Regions from separate parts of the Mus musculus genome. Here region 1 is linked to region 2. A link is a contact called in public Hi-C data. All regions are on one chromosome and are shown on one strand. The core of a region is the stretch at or near the end of the contact, and the rest is flanking DNA. Distances in the headings are between cores, read along the strand shown.

What was found. Hi-C and Micro-C count contacts between places; a contact is called where the count stands out from the background.
Region 1: a contact with region 2 is called in a Hi-C map of cerebral cortex, with 2.3 times the contacts expected there. The contact joins the promoter of Caln1 here to the enhancer-like site in region 2. A contact is called at or near these places in 5 of 484 Hi-C or Micro-C datasets (brain, cerebral cortex and cortical neurons), 3 of 115 datasets of contacts at active chromatin or transcription factors (embryonic stem cells and neural progenitor cells) and 1 of 9 other capture datasets (adipose tissue).

The regions. Positions count from the first base shown.
Region 1 is chr5:130,445,564-130,451,596 of GRCm38.p6, forward strand. It overlaps Caln1 (calneuron 1), which reads left to right and starts at 3,229. Exons shown (of 6, transcript NM_021371.2): 1 at 3,229-3,895.
Region 2 is chr5:130,409,489-130,416,376 of GRCm38.p6, forward strand. It overlaps a transcript of Caln1 not described here. Among named protein-coding and RNA genes, the nearest start is that of A330070K13Rik, 28 kb to the left of the region's middle. Within about 2 kb of position 2,318, at least 8 of the 459 cell types and tissues checked have an H3K27ac peak or open chromatin away from gene starts, as enhancers often do. A contact at or near this core is called in cerebral cortex and cortical neurons, where this site is marked.

The sequences.
Region 1 (6,033 bases), core at 1,979-4,478, 37 kb after region 2:
AGCCTTACAATAGTTGTAGTCAGTGAGGGCAGTGGGAAACACTGCCTTTATCACGCTCCCCAAAGCTGGCTACTTTCTTCCAGCTCTTGATGTCTCAGGGCTTTGTATCCTGAGGAGACAGACCCTCGATGCCCCCTTCCTCCAGGTCACATCTTTGACATGTGTTAGCTCCTGGTAAACTATGGGTTCCTGTGTAAAACAGCTGCCCTCTTAATCACATTAGCTGTGTCTGCTGGCAAGAATGTTTGTTAACTGTTGCTGTTCCCTTTTAGAAGGTGGGCCACTGAAGTCTCTCTAACCACTTCTGTAACTGGGTGGTGTCAGGGGTGGGGACAGGTCTCAAAGGTGCTAGAGCAGAACTTCTCAACCTGTGGGCCTCGACCCCTTTGGCCAACTTCTATCTCCAAAAATGTTTACATTATGATTCATAAGTGTAGCAAAATTACAGTTATGAAGTAGGAACACAATAATTTTAAGGTCAGGGGTCATCACACTATTCGTCTCAGGGTCAGGAAGGTTGAGAGTCATTGTGCTACTGGAGTAGCGGGTACACCTAAAACTGAACTTTCTGAATTAAGTCTTGGGGGGCGGGCAAAGATAGCCTTAGGAAGGTTGAGAAGTGCTATGCTAGGGTATATAGTCTAGAAAAGATTAATTAAAGCACTCCATATGTACAGTTGTATGGAAATCATTGTCCAAGCTGGGTGAAGACTCCAGTATGTTTTGGGGCCACCCACACTCCTGGCAGTAATTTCCCATTCATGCTTTGTAAGAAAGCCCAATAATGTCACTGGTTCCTGGGGTGAATTCTGGGGGAATTGTTTTATCAAGGGGGACATTATGAAGAGGGGGCAGATGTGCCCAGGGTAAGAATTCTCACAACATAGTGACAAAGGCCCATGTTTGTTGAAGCTTACTGTAGGCTTGGAGCTGAGTGACCCCAGGATACTGCTATTTCACAGGGTGGTATTTAATCTTTACAAAGGGGGTGGATGTCAGTATTGTTCCCATTTGGCAGATGAGGACGGCAAGATTCAGGCAGAACAAATAATTTGTCCATAGGCAGGGGGTAGAGGGGGCAGAGTGAGAAGTTTTGAACACACTGGTCATGTGGCTCAATCTTCACTCTCTCACCCACCCCCCGCCCTGGAACTCCCTGTGTGTGGATAGCCTTGCTGTCTTGCCAGTGAGTTTTGCTGGTCTGTAAGTCCATCCTGAAAGAGAATTTCTTAAAAGGCCTACAGACTGTTAGAAGACACTGCTTTCAGCTGGGAATGATGATCCGTACCGGCCACTCTGGAAGCCAGGAGGCTGAGGCGGGGTGACCCTGGGAGTTCAGGGCTGGACTAAATAGGGAGACACTCTCAAAGGAGTGTTCTCAGGTCCAGGGGGTACCTGACTTCTAACCCAGGAATCCATGCCAAAAAACTGGGTGGGTACCCCTTACACACTTGTACTGCCAGTGCTGGGGAGGTAGAGGCAGGGACTCCCAGAGTGTTTTGGCCAATCAGTGTGTAGCCTACAAGTCAAAAATGGCAAGAACCCATTTCAAAAAAGAAACAGGGCGCATGGTGACTGAGAATATCCAGAGTCCTCTAGCCTCCACATGTGCACCCATACACCCTCACACAAAAGAATGTGATTCTTACCCAAATATATACTGAGATTTCCCCCTCCCCACTGTATTTATCTACCTGACATTCTCCCCCCCCCCCCCCCCCCGACCACCAAGCTCAGGCTGTCCTGGAAACTCACTGATTCCAGATAATCCTGTCTCTACCTCCTCAGTGCTTCGAGGTCAGGTGTGCCCCACCACACCTGATTCATTTCTCACTCTTTATGGCAACCCCTTCCACACACATCTGTGAAACGAACACACACAGCTCACCTGGTGACCCAAGAAGCCTCTAAGACAATTTGAGAGGGAAGGCTGGGACATGAAAAGATAGGACTATCGTGGGCTAAGAAAATTTAAATGTCAAAGGTGTGCCAACAGTAGCAAGTGTGCCGGGACTCAAGAAACCCTGCAGCTCAGGCGGCAGGCCAGGAGGCACAGACAGGGAGGGGACCCTGATTAACTTGGATGACTGGCTGCCAGTGCCCAAACTCCCTTGGCAGCAGGACCAGCCAACGGAGAGGTGGTGGCTGAGCTTTTTGGAAGAAACGCTAAAGATGACTTTCCACGGGTTGTTCCTGATTGGAGCAAGAAATGTCTCCACATCTTTGATGCTGACAGTGTAGGCTGCTGAGATTCATGGTCCTCATAGGGAGATAAGACCCTGGAAGCTCGGATAAAAGGGAGATACCAGAAAAGCTAGTGCCAACCAGGTGGGTTGTTCTCTCTCCGGCTCACCCTATCAGGAGCAGGAAGGGGTTATGAGAGCCCTCTGGGGGCTGGGGGCGGGGGTAGGTGACTATTACTTTGATCTTTTTCTTGATAAGACTACCCTTGGTAGCAAGATGTATCCTGTTAGCAGCTGGACACTTGAACGGCAGTCAGATGGTCCCCCAGAAAGCTAAGTGGTGACTCTAAGCTAATTGTTGCCCTTCAAGTGTGAGTCAAGGGAGACCAGGATTCTCTCTGGGTGTAGACTTGGGAAGTCAGCCCCAGGTTAGGCTGCAAACAATCTGTGAAGTTTCCACCCCACACCTTGTGTCAAGGTAGGTACCCATTCTTTCTTATGGAATCTATACTATGACCTTGGTAGAAGTGGGGACGGGCCACATGTTCTGGGGCTCTAGGGACGCGGGATGAGAGGTGGGTGTGTGTGCTTATGCCCTTCGTAGACATAGCGAAGGGATGGCTCACAGCATTTTGCTCTCACCCTGGTTTTGACTACCAGCCTTTCCGTCGACACCTCCTCCTCCCCCATGGCATTTGGGGACTCAGGTGTAACCGTGGGCATCGGGCATCCGGGAAGAAGGAGTTAAGGTAGGGGTGGGCGTGCTTGGGTTGGGGCTGAGGTGTTTAATAGAGAGAAGCAAGCAATTGGCGAATGTGAACGTGGGCAGCTTCTCTGGGGAGGAGAGGAAAGAGGGCCGGCTGCTAAGCTGCAGCTCGCCCCCCGCGTGTGTCTGCCTGTGTGTGCAGCGTGCATGTGTGTGAGAGAGCGAGTGAGCGAGCGAGCGAGTGAGTGAGTGTGAGTGCGCGCGCACCGAGGCGTTCCTCAGGTTGCGCTGCCTGGAAACGGAGGGAGCCATTGGAGAGGCTTTGGGGGTGGGGGTGGGGGTGGGAGGTCCCCAATCCTGGGAGAAAAGAGAAGAGAGACTGGGGTGGCCAAGCCAGTCCAGCAACCAGGCTCCAGCCTCGGTGGGGGGAAGAAGCCAAGAGTGGTAGGGGGATCTCCTTGCTAGAGACCGCTAGGCTTCTTCATCTGGAGGAACCGGGGAGGCACTGGGGAGGAGGCCGGAGCTGCATGGAGTTTCTGGGGCGCGCAACTCCGGCGGGGCCTCGGCCACTGGGCTCCCGGGCGCAGCGAGGAGGCAGCCGCGCACATGGGCTAAGCCCGCGCGGCCAGCGGGCGCGGGAGGGGTAGAGGCGAGAGCGGTGCAGGGGGTGCGGGGCGCACGTTCCCCCAGACGGGAGGCGAGGACAAGGACAGGGGAGAAAGGAGCAGCCTAGATCATCGCGGGCTCTGCAAAGCCCAGCTGTGAGACTCAAGGGAAAGGCAAGACTCGCGCCGCGCCGGGCTCCCGGGTGCCGCTGGGTTGGGCAAAGCGGCCTCTCAACCAGAGTGGGGGCACGCCGTGGGAGCCGGCTACGGAGAGGAAGGATGCCCGCGCGGGGACGCGTGTGAGCGCCAGCTTGAGCGCTCTGTTTCGCGTCGCCCCCTCCCTGCGGGCCTCGGAGGAGGTGCCTGGGCTGCCGGGCAGCGGAGCTCCGGCTCCAGGAGAGGTGAGTGATGCTCTCTCCCAGTCTTTATCCTGCATCCTCCCTGCATCGTTGCCTCCCTCGCTGCTTCAATGGTCCCTTCCCCGGATGCCCCTATCCTAGCGAGTCTCGGAGTGGGCGGGTGTGCTGCCCACAAGCGCCTCCCGGACCTGTTGGCCCCGCTCTTAGCACCCCATCTCTCGGGGCCGGGGTGTCACCCGAGCCATCCTGATCTCTCTTCATGCTTAGGGTGGGTGAGGAACGCTGGAATTGCAGAAGGGCCTGGGTACACTCGTGGGAATCCCGGGACTGTGCCCAGCTCGTGGAGTCTTGGGTGCTAGTGGCCATCGGGCTGCGCGCCCCCGGGGACACCCAGGTTGTGGGAAAAGGGAGCTTTGGGTGTCGGGGATCCGATCCGCATCGCAGCCTAAGTGGGAGTCCTTGGTGGCATTCTGGTCTCCGGGAAGCTGGAGTCATGGCGATCTATCTAGGGAGGTGGGAGGTATGGATCACTCCATCTCCATCTTCCCACCCCGATGCTCGCTTCCTTGGGGGAGGATCGGTGGTCTTGGAGCACATGGGGTGACCCTAGAGGCCTCAGGCAGTCCCACCGGGACCTCTGGGTGGCAAGCTTTGGAACTAATCCAGATCGAGGGCAGAGGTAGACACTCCGCCTCTCTAGCGCAAGCCAGGTTTGCCTGGGTGCCCAGCTTCCCCAGACCAGCGCTTCAGGGAGTGAACTTCCTCAGACTTGGTCTGAGGGCGCCTGGGCAGCAGCAGGTAGTTCTAGTCTTGCCTCAGGGAGAACCCGAGGATACTTTGATCCACAAGCAGATGGTGCTAAGCCAGGACTGAGCGCTGCGGTTTGATTCCACAGTGCAGGACACGTGCATCTTCGGCCCCCATCCCAGTGTTTCTTCTCCAAGCTGTTCCTTTGCCCGAGGAGTTTGTGAGAGATCCCATTTGCGCCTCATTCCTTACCTCCAGGGGTAGCTGTGCCTGCATGCAGTTCCTTAGGTGCCAAGACTGGGGCGCCATCCCTAGGCCCCAGACTATTCTTTTTTATTGTTTTTACATAAAAAGGAGACATTCCTGGGTCCACAATATAGCAGCCAAGAGTCGGTAGCGTGTGACTGTGAAGTCTGATAAATTGTGTTCTTAACTACGTTCTGCAGTGGCACAGTGCAGTCTGAACTGCAGAGTTACCAAGACCAGGAGAGACAACGGGGCACTGTTCTAACCCTATGCTTTTGTGCACGTGGAGGGACTCGTGTTCTGCATCGAACTGCTGTCTCCCAGTCTCAAAGATCAACTTTAAACACACATACACACACACACACACACACACACACACACACACACCCCGGAGCTAAGCATAGGTTGTGAAGCTGCTTCGTGTGAATTGTCTTACAGGGTGGGGTGCAAGACATGCTGTCCACAGAGCACCACTCCGGCTGTCCTTGGGGTTGTTGGAGGTGGTGATTTAACATTTTAATTAATTAATTAACTAACTAATTAATTAATGCAAGGTGGGCATCAGTGATATGGTAACAATCAATGTGAGTTGTTATTGTTATTTATTAGTTTCTTACTTATTTGGTGTGTGTGTGTGTGTGTGTGTGTGTGTGTGTGTGTTGGAGGCCAGAGGCATAGAATCTCCCTGAAGCTGGAGTTACAGTGTAAGTAAGTAAGCCACCTGACATGGGCCCTGGGAACCAAACTCAGTTCCTCTCTGCAAGAGCAGCAAGCACTCTTGACCACTGAACCATCTTTTTCCCCCCTGATTTTATTTATTTTATTTTCTCTTTGGCATTACTGGGGATGACACCCAATGTTGGGTATCCGTTTCCTCGGAGTGCTCCACCACTGAGTGAAGTCCCCACTTCCTACCGTTGGCTTGTACTCACTAATTCTGCACTGTGAGGTGTTGGCTGAAGTCTTAGGTGACCCTTTAGATCTCTCCTGGGCTGGCAGCTCCCTTGCTGTGACTCGTTTAGCATCCTCCCATGGTGCTCAGGTCATGGAGACTGTTCATTACTTCTTTGAGCAGTGCACGGGGTCCTGGCAGATACCCAAGGCTAGTCATGAGCTGGGTGGCTTCTGAAAGGTGGCCTTTTCAGAGTCAGTTGAAGCTTGTGTGGTTTAATCGAAGCAGCTGGGGG
Region 2 (6,888 bases), core at 1,068-3,567:
ACTGGTAGTTTGGAAGGCAGAACCATTTTTATTAGGGATCAACTGTAGGTCCCCCAAAAGTATATGGGGTTCTCAGGGCTCAGAAGAGGCATCTAGTTAGATGAGGGAAGGGAGTGGTGTTGAAGGTTCATCCATTTTGTCCAGAGGACAATGCTGGGTGTTACATTTGGGGCGTCCTGGACTGGGAAGGGTGTCTTGGCTTTCCTATTCGCTCTGTCTCTCTGTCTGTCTGTCTGTCTGTCTGTCTGTCTGCCCGCCCGCCCGCCCGTCTGTCTATCTGTCTGTCTGTCTGTCTGTCTGTCTGTCTGTCTGTCTGTCTCTGTTGTGGTTTGAATGAGAAATGTACCACACAGGCTTATATGTGGCGTTTGGACACTTGGCCCCCAGCTGGTGCCACCATCTGGGAAGATAACAGTCCCTTTAGGAGGCAGAGCCTTTGGCAGGAAGTACCTCACTGGGGGCAGGATTGACTGGTGGTTTTATAACCTGGCCCCAGTTCCTCTTCTCTCTCTGCTTCCTGAGTATGGTTTCAATGTGACCCGTCAGCTTCTTGCTCCTGTCACCATGCCTCCTCACTGTGATGAGGTCCTCCTCACTGTGTCCTCCTGGAACTGTGAGCCAAAATACATTCTTTCTACCCTAAGTTCTTTTTTTGGGGGGGGGGGTTAAGGGAGGGGTAAGATTATTTCACTGATGCAACAAGAACTTGATAGAGCAGATGCATGCACGGTGGTCAGATACAACCTTCGCCTTTGGTGGCACGTCTCAGGTTCTATCTACCCTGTGTATTGTTGGTTTTGTTTTTGAGACAGGGTATCTCTACTAGGTAGCTCTGACTATTCTGGAACTCACTGTAGACCAGGCTGGCCTCAGCTCACAGAGATCCACCTGCCTCTGCCTCCTGAGTGGTGGGATTAAAGGCATGTGTCACTGTACCTGACCCACCTTGTGTGTTGTTTTTAAATGTATGTATTTATTTATTCTGGAAGTGCATACATGCAGAGAGAGAGAGAGAGAGAGAGAGAGAGAGAGAGAGAGAGAGAGAACATGCCTGCCTGCCATGACTGACATGTATGTAGAGGTCAAAAGACAACCCTTAGACGATCTCTCCTGCCACGCTGTGAGTGTCAGGAATTGAATTTGGATTGTCAGTTCCATATACAAGCACTTCTATTATCTGAGCCATCTCACTGGCCTGCCCTTGTTCTTTGAGACAGGGTCTCTCACTAAACCTGAAACTCATGAAGTAGGGTAGACTAACTGGTCGGTGAACCCCAGGGACCTTCCCATCTCTACTGACATGTATGACATCCCCCCCCCCCCAGCACCCCACCCCGCCACTGGGATTACCAGCATATTCTACCATGCCCATCTTTAAAGAAACCCTTTCTTTTTAAATTGTATATGTATTGGCTGTTTTCCCTGTTTGTCTGCTCACTATATGCAATCTGCCTACAGTGCCTACAGAGGGCAGAAGACGGCGTCTATTCCCTTGAACTGGAGTTACATGTGGTTGTTATCTACTATGGAGGTGCTAGGAATCAAACTCGGGTCCTCCAGATGAGCAGCCTGTGCTTTTAACTGCTGAGTCATCTTTCTGTCCCTTGTCCTGATTTTAAAATGTTGGCTCTGGGGACTGATTTCAAATTCTCATGCTTGTATGGCAAACATTGTACTGGCTGAGCACCCCGCCCCCAGCAATGTTCTTGGAGCGGGCAGTAAGAGGGGGATCCTGAGGGCGTGGCTCCTGGCTGGAAAATTTTGCTCTGTGATGAGTCTTCTTGCTTGGAGCTTCTCTGACACCCAAGTCCACCGGAGCTACAGGAGCCATTGTTCCATAGGGGGAGCTGCCTTTCCTGAGGCCGTATTCCTGAGCAACTATGGCCAAGCTCCAAGTCATTAAGTGGATTGAGCTCTCAAGCCTGATGCCAGTGAGCAGGGGCAGCCTTGTAAGAGAGCTCTGAGCTACTCCACCGCCAGGTCTGCAGCTCCATTTCCATTAGCAGCTCTATCCTGGTGGCCACCCTGCCTGGAGGAGCCTGACAGGGAAGGCATTCTGCTTAAGGGCGCCATCTGAAAATCTTTGGAGCCCCGTGGTTTCCTACCAGTCACGTGGCTCCCATGGTGCTAGCTCTCCCTTGGCAACTCAAACCAGATTTGAAAATAAAATGTCACTTTTAAAAAATGTCTACTGTCAGCACATGGAAAATTTGTTTTTCCTGTTGAACTTCACGAGATGACTAGAGGCGACTGAGAGAGTCTAGATGCGTGCCTTGTGCGTGGGGAGCGGGTGTCAGCGCATGTGAATCAGCGAGTCACGGGGGGCATGTGAGAGAGTGGTGTGGCACCGCGCACAGGTGGGGGACAGCGTGTACAGTGGCGTCAGCCGTGGGGGTGCAGTGTCGGGGTATGGGAGTGCTTGGGTGTGTGAGAGTCAAAGGAAGAGTTTGAATTCAGGTCTGAGGTGACTATGGGTTCATTCCCAAGGACGGACTCGTGCTGTTGTGTGAGTGTGTGCCCAGAGAGATGGAGGCTGTGGGACCTGTGTGGGCATCTGAAATCTGTGTGTGTGTGTGTATATGTGTGTGTGTGTGTGTGTGAAGATTGGCGCTGGTGTGTACTGTGACTATGTGTCTGAGATGTTAGTGTTGGTGTGTGTGTGCCTGTGGTGGAACAGTGTTCCCAGGAACAAAGCTCTGTTCACCCCAGATAGGGAACTGATGACAGACCAGGGTAATTAAACGACCACAGGCCAACTTGCTGAAGCAGTGGCTGACAGGCACATGCTGCGTCACTAAAAGCCACCCAAGCATGGGTGACGACTCATGAAAGCTGGAAGCTGAAGCTCACTGTACAACTTGCAGGCGGCAGCTCTACAGGTCAGACATCCCCCTCTTCCCAGCAGCTCTAACTGCTCAAATCATTTGAGAAGGGAGAGACTTCCTTTCTGTTTTTTTTTTTTTTTCTTTTTCTTTTTCTTTGTGATGAAACATGCTGACCAAAACCAACATAAGTGAGTGTGATGGTTTGTACATGCTCGGCCCAGGGAGTGGCACTATTAGAAGGTGTGGCCTTATTGGAGCAGGTATGTCACTGTGGCCGTGGGCTCTGAGACCCTCATCCTAGCTTCCTGAAAGTCAGTATTCTGCTAGCAGCCTTCAGATGAAAATGTAGAGCTCTCAGCTCCTTCTGCACCATGCCTGCCTGGATGCTGCCATGCTCCTGCCTTGATGATAATGGACTGAACCTCTGAGCTTGTAAGCCAGCCCCAATTAAATGTTGTTCTTATAGGAGTTGCCTTGGTCATGGTGTCTGTTCACAGCTGTAAAACCCTAACTAAGACAGTGAGCAAAGGGTTTTTTTTGACTCATACTTCCAGATTACAGTTTATTATTGCATGAAATCAGGACTTTTAAGCAGAAACCATGAAAAATATGCTGTTTGGTGGCTGTCTAAGCCTAACTGACTTTCTTCTAGAGACTAAGACCAACAGCCTAGAGAATGGTGCTGTCCACAGTGGACTTGGTCCTTCTTACATTGATTAACAGTTGAGATGATCTCCCACAAACATGTTTACAGGCCAGCCTCATCCGAGTAACCAATCAACTAAAATTTCCTTCTAGGCTATGTAAAGTTGAAAGTTAAAGGTGACTAGAGTTTATGAATCTGCTAGGTTTCAGAGACATCTTGAGACTTGTTGGTTGTTTACTACCCGAGTCTTCAGGAGCTTTCCTCCAGCATGGACTGTTTCAGCCCAGAGGAAATTTGTTATAGAACACTGTGTTATGGGTTGGCAGTGAAGTATCTCTCCAAAAGGTCACGTGTCCAAGGCTGGGTTCCCAGTGCAGCAGTGTTCAGAGCTGAGACGTTTTAGAGATGATCAAATTCTGAAAGCTTCAATTTCATGAATATATTAACCTAATGATAGAGTCATAATCTGATGACATCACTGGAAAGGAGTGGGCCTTTAAGGGGTAGCAGTTAGCTGAAGGAGTGTGTCACTAGGAGATGGTGTTTTGAAGGACCCACCAAATCCCTGGCCACTTTCTGCTTCTCTCTCTGCTTCCTGTCCACCACAGGGTGAGCAGCTTTGCTTCATCACTTTCCACCATGATGCTCTCTACCTTACAACAGGGCCAGAAGCAACACACAGTGTTTTACAAACTGAGACCACTGAACCTGTGAGCCAAAATAAACCATTCCTGCTTATGTGGATCTCCCTAAGCATTTATCAGTGGCAAGACACAGGGCAAACACAGTGTCTTGTGTTGGTGTGTGTGTGTGTGTGTGTGTGTGATCACACACCTTGTTTAGTAATCTGAACTTGAGTAGCTTCTCCTCTGAAAGGACTCCCTGTGGTCCCATTCTTTGGGACATTCCAAGCCCAATCATTTAGTTATAGTTCCAGTCCTCTTTTTACCTAAAACTTATTTTTTTTATTATCACATCTGTGTGCATGCTGTACATGTATGCATGCATGATATGTGTGTGGGGGCTGCTAGTGTGCCACGGAGCACATGTGGAAATCAGAGGACAACTTTCCTTTCACTGTTGTGTGCGTTCCGAGGCTTGATCTCAAGTTGCCAGGCAAGCTCCCTTATATGCTGAGTCATCTCGTGGTTTTTCCTTTACCTTTCAGTTTGAAACAGGCTGTCACTCCATAGCCCATGCTGCCCCGAGCTCTGCAGCTCAGGCTGCCATTGAACTCACTCTGCAGCCTATGCAGACCTTGAATTTACAGTTTACAGCCCTCCTGGCTCATCTTTAGGAGTAGTGGAACACGCTCCATGGAGCCCTGGCAAGGCTTCCTCATTGGCTGAGGAAGGCAAGGGTGAAGGGATGGTACCTAGGGTCTCACACATGCTGGGCGAGTGTCCCCCACCGAGCTCCAACCCTAACGCAAATACATATGTGAAGTGCTGGGCTTTGTTGCAAGTAGCTTTCGACTTGCTATCTGCTATTGTTCACTTTATATTGCTTATGCTTGGGCAAAGCCTGAGGGTATGAATGGAAAAGTACCTAGAAAGATGAAAGTTGCTTCCAGAGGCGTAGATCCATTTGTTATATAATATTCTCTGGTGACATTGAGCCCTTATTAATAACTAAACATCTGTCAGTACTATAATTATATTTCTGGTGCCACGGTTGTGTCTACCATTGTCCTGTGTAAACATGGAAGGGCAGGTGTGAATTATTTAGGCAACTGACTTTGAGTAAATAACCACTTGGTATTGTTTCTGGCAATAAGTTTCTGTCAACTCCTTGCAGACTCTCAATGTCTTCGCTGATGCTCCTTTGAGGTACCCCCAAATCTCTGACCACATCACCCTGGACCCCCGATGCGGCTGCCTGAGCAACCTGGAGATGGGAAGCCTGAGAATGAGACAAAGGGGGACCAAGAAACCCCCGAAAGGGGAGAGGAGCCACGGAGAAGCCCAGCCCCTGACTTCCCCACCTGGCAAGTCTCCCCCCAACCCTAAATCCCTGGATCTAGATTGCTTTGCAACTCCCAGGTAGGGGAGTGGGGGTGGGGTCTGAAAGCCTGTGATGCCCAGGGTCCAGGGAAGAGAGGAGAGTCTATGAAGAGTCCACTGTGGGGGTGGGAGGTGGAAGGTGGGGGTGGGGATAGGGGCTTACCAAAGGATGAGCTATATCCAGAAGGAAGCAGAGTTTATGTGTGTTCTGGAGGTGGTGGGTTTCCATGGACTCTGAGATTCATTCTCAAGGCAAGAGGGTGTGGTTGCAAACTCACTATCAGTAATGCCTTTGGGAGGGTGTGGGTTTGTTATGAAACAGATGTAACTTGCAGAATGCAGAGCAAGTGACAGCGTGGAGACAGAACCTTTACATGGGTCATTTAAATTAATTCTCAAAATATTCCCATGAGGACTTTGTGTGTGTGTGTGTGTGTGTGTGTGTGTGTGTGTGTATGCATACACATACACAGAGTACTGGATACTGAACCTAGGATCTTGTGTGTATTAGGCCAGTGCTATACAGATTCTTATTAGGGGATTTTCAGCAAGTGTTCTACCCTTAGTCCTTCACTAGTGCTGAGACAAGTAAGTGCTTTATCATTGAGCCATACTCCCAGCCTCTTACTGGGTGTACTATAGACAAGTGCTCTACCACTGAGTCATAGCTCCAGACTCTAATTGGGAGAGTCTAGACAAGTCCTTGACCACTGAGCCACAACCCCAGCCCCTCACTGGGGCATTCTAGGCAGGTGGTCTACCACTGAGCCACGCCCCCAGCCCCTCACTGGGGGATTCTAGGCAGGTGCTCTACCACTGAGCCACACTCCCAGACCCTCACTGAGGGACTCCAGGCAAATGCTCTACCACTGAGGCACGCCCCAATCCCCTCACTGGGGGATTCTAAGAGCTGAACTAATATCCCAAGCCTTCTCTTTCTTTTCTTTTCTTTTTTTTTAAATTAGATATTTACTTTATCTACATTTCAAATGTTGTCCCCTTTCCTGGTTTCCCCTCCAAAAACCCTTTATCCCCTTCCCCCTATCCCTGCTCACCAACCCACCCACTCCTGCTTCCTGGCCTTGGCATAGAGCTTTCATAGGACCAAGGACCTCTCCACCCATTGATGACCGACTAGGCCATCCTCTGCTACATATGCATCTGGAGCCATGAGTCCCACCATGTGTACTCTTTGGTTGGTGATTTAATCCCTGGGAGCTCTGGGGGTACTGGTTAGTTTATATTGTTGTTCCTCCCATGGGGCTGCAAACCCCTTCATCTCCTTGGTCCTTTCTCTAGCTCCTTCATTGGGACACTATGCTCAGTCCAGTGGTAGGTAGGCTGCGAGGATCCACCTCTGTATTTGTCAGGCACTGTCAGAGCCTCTCAGGAGACAGCTATATCAGGCTCTTGT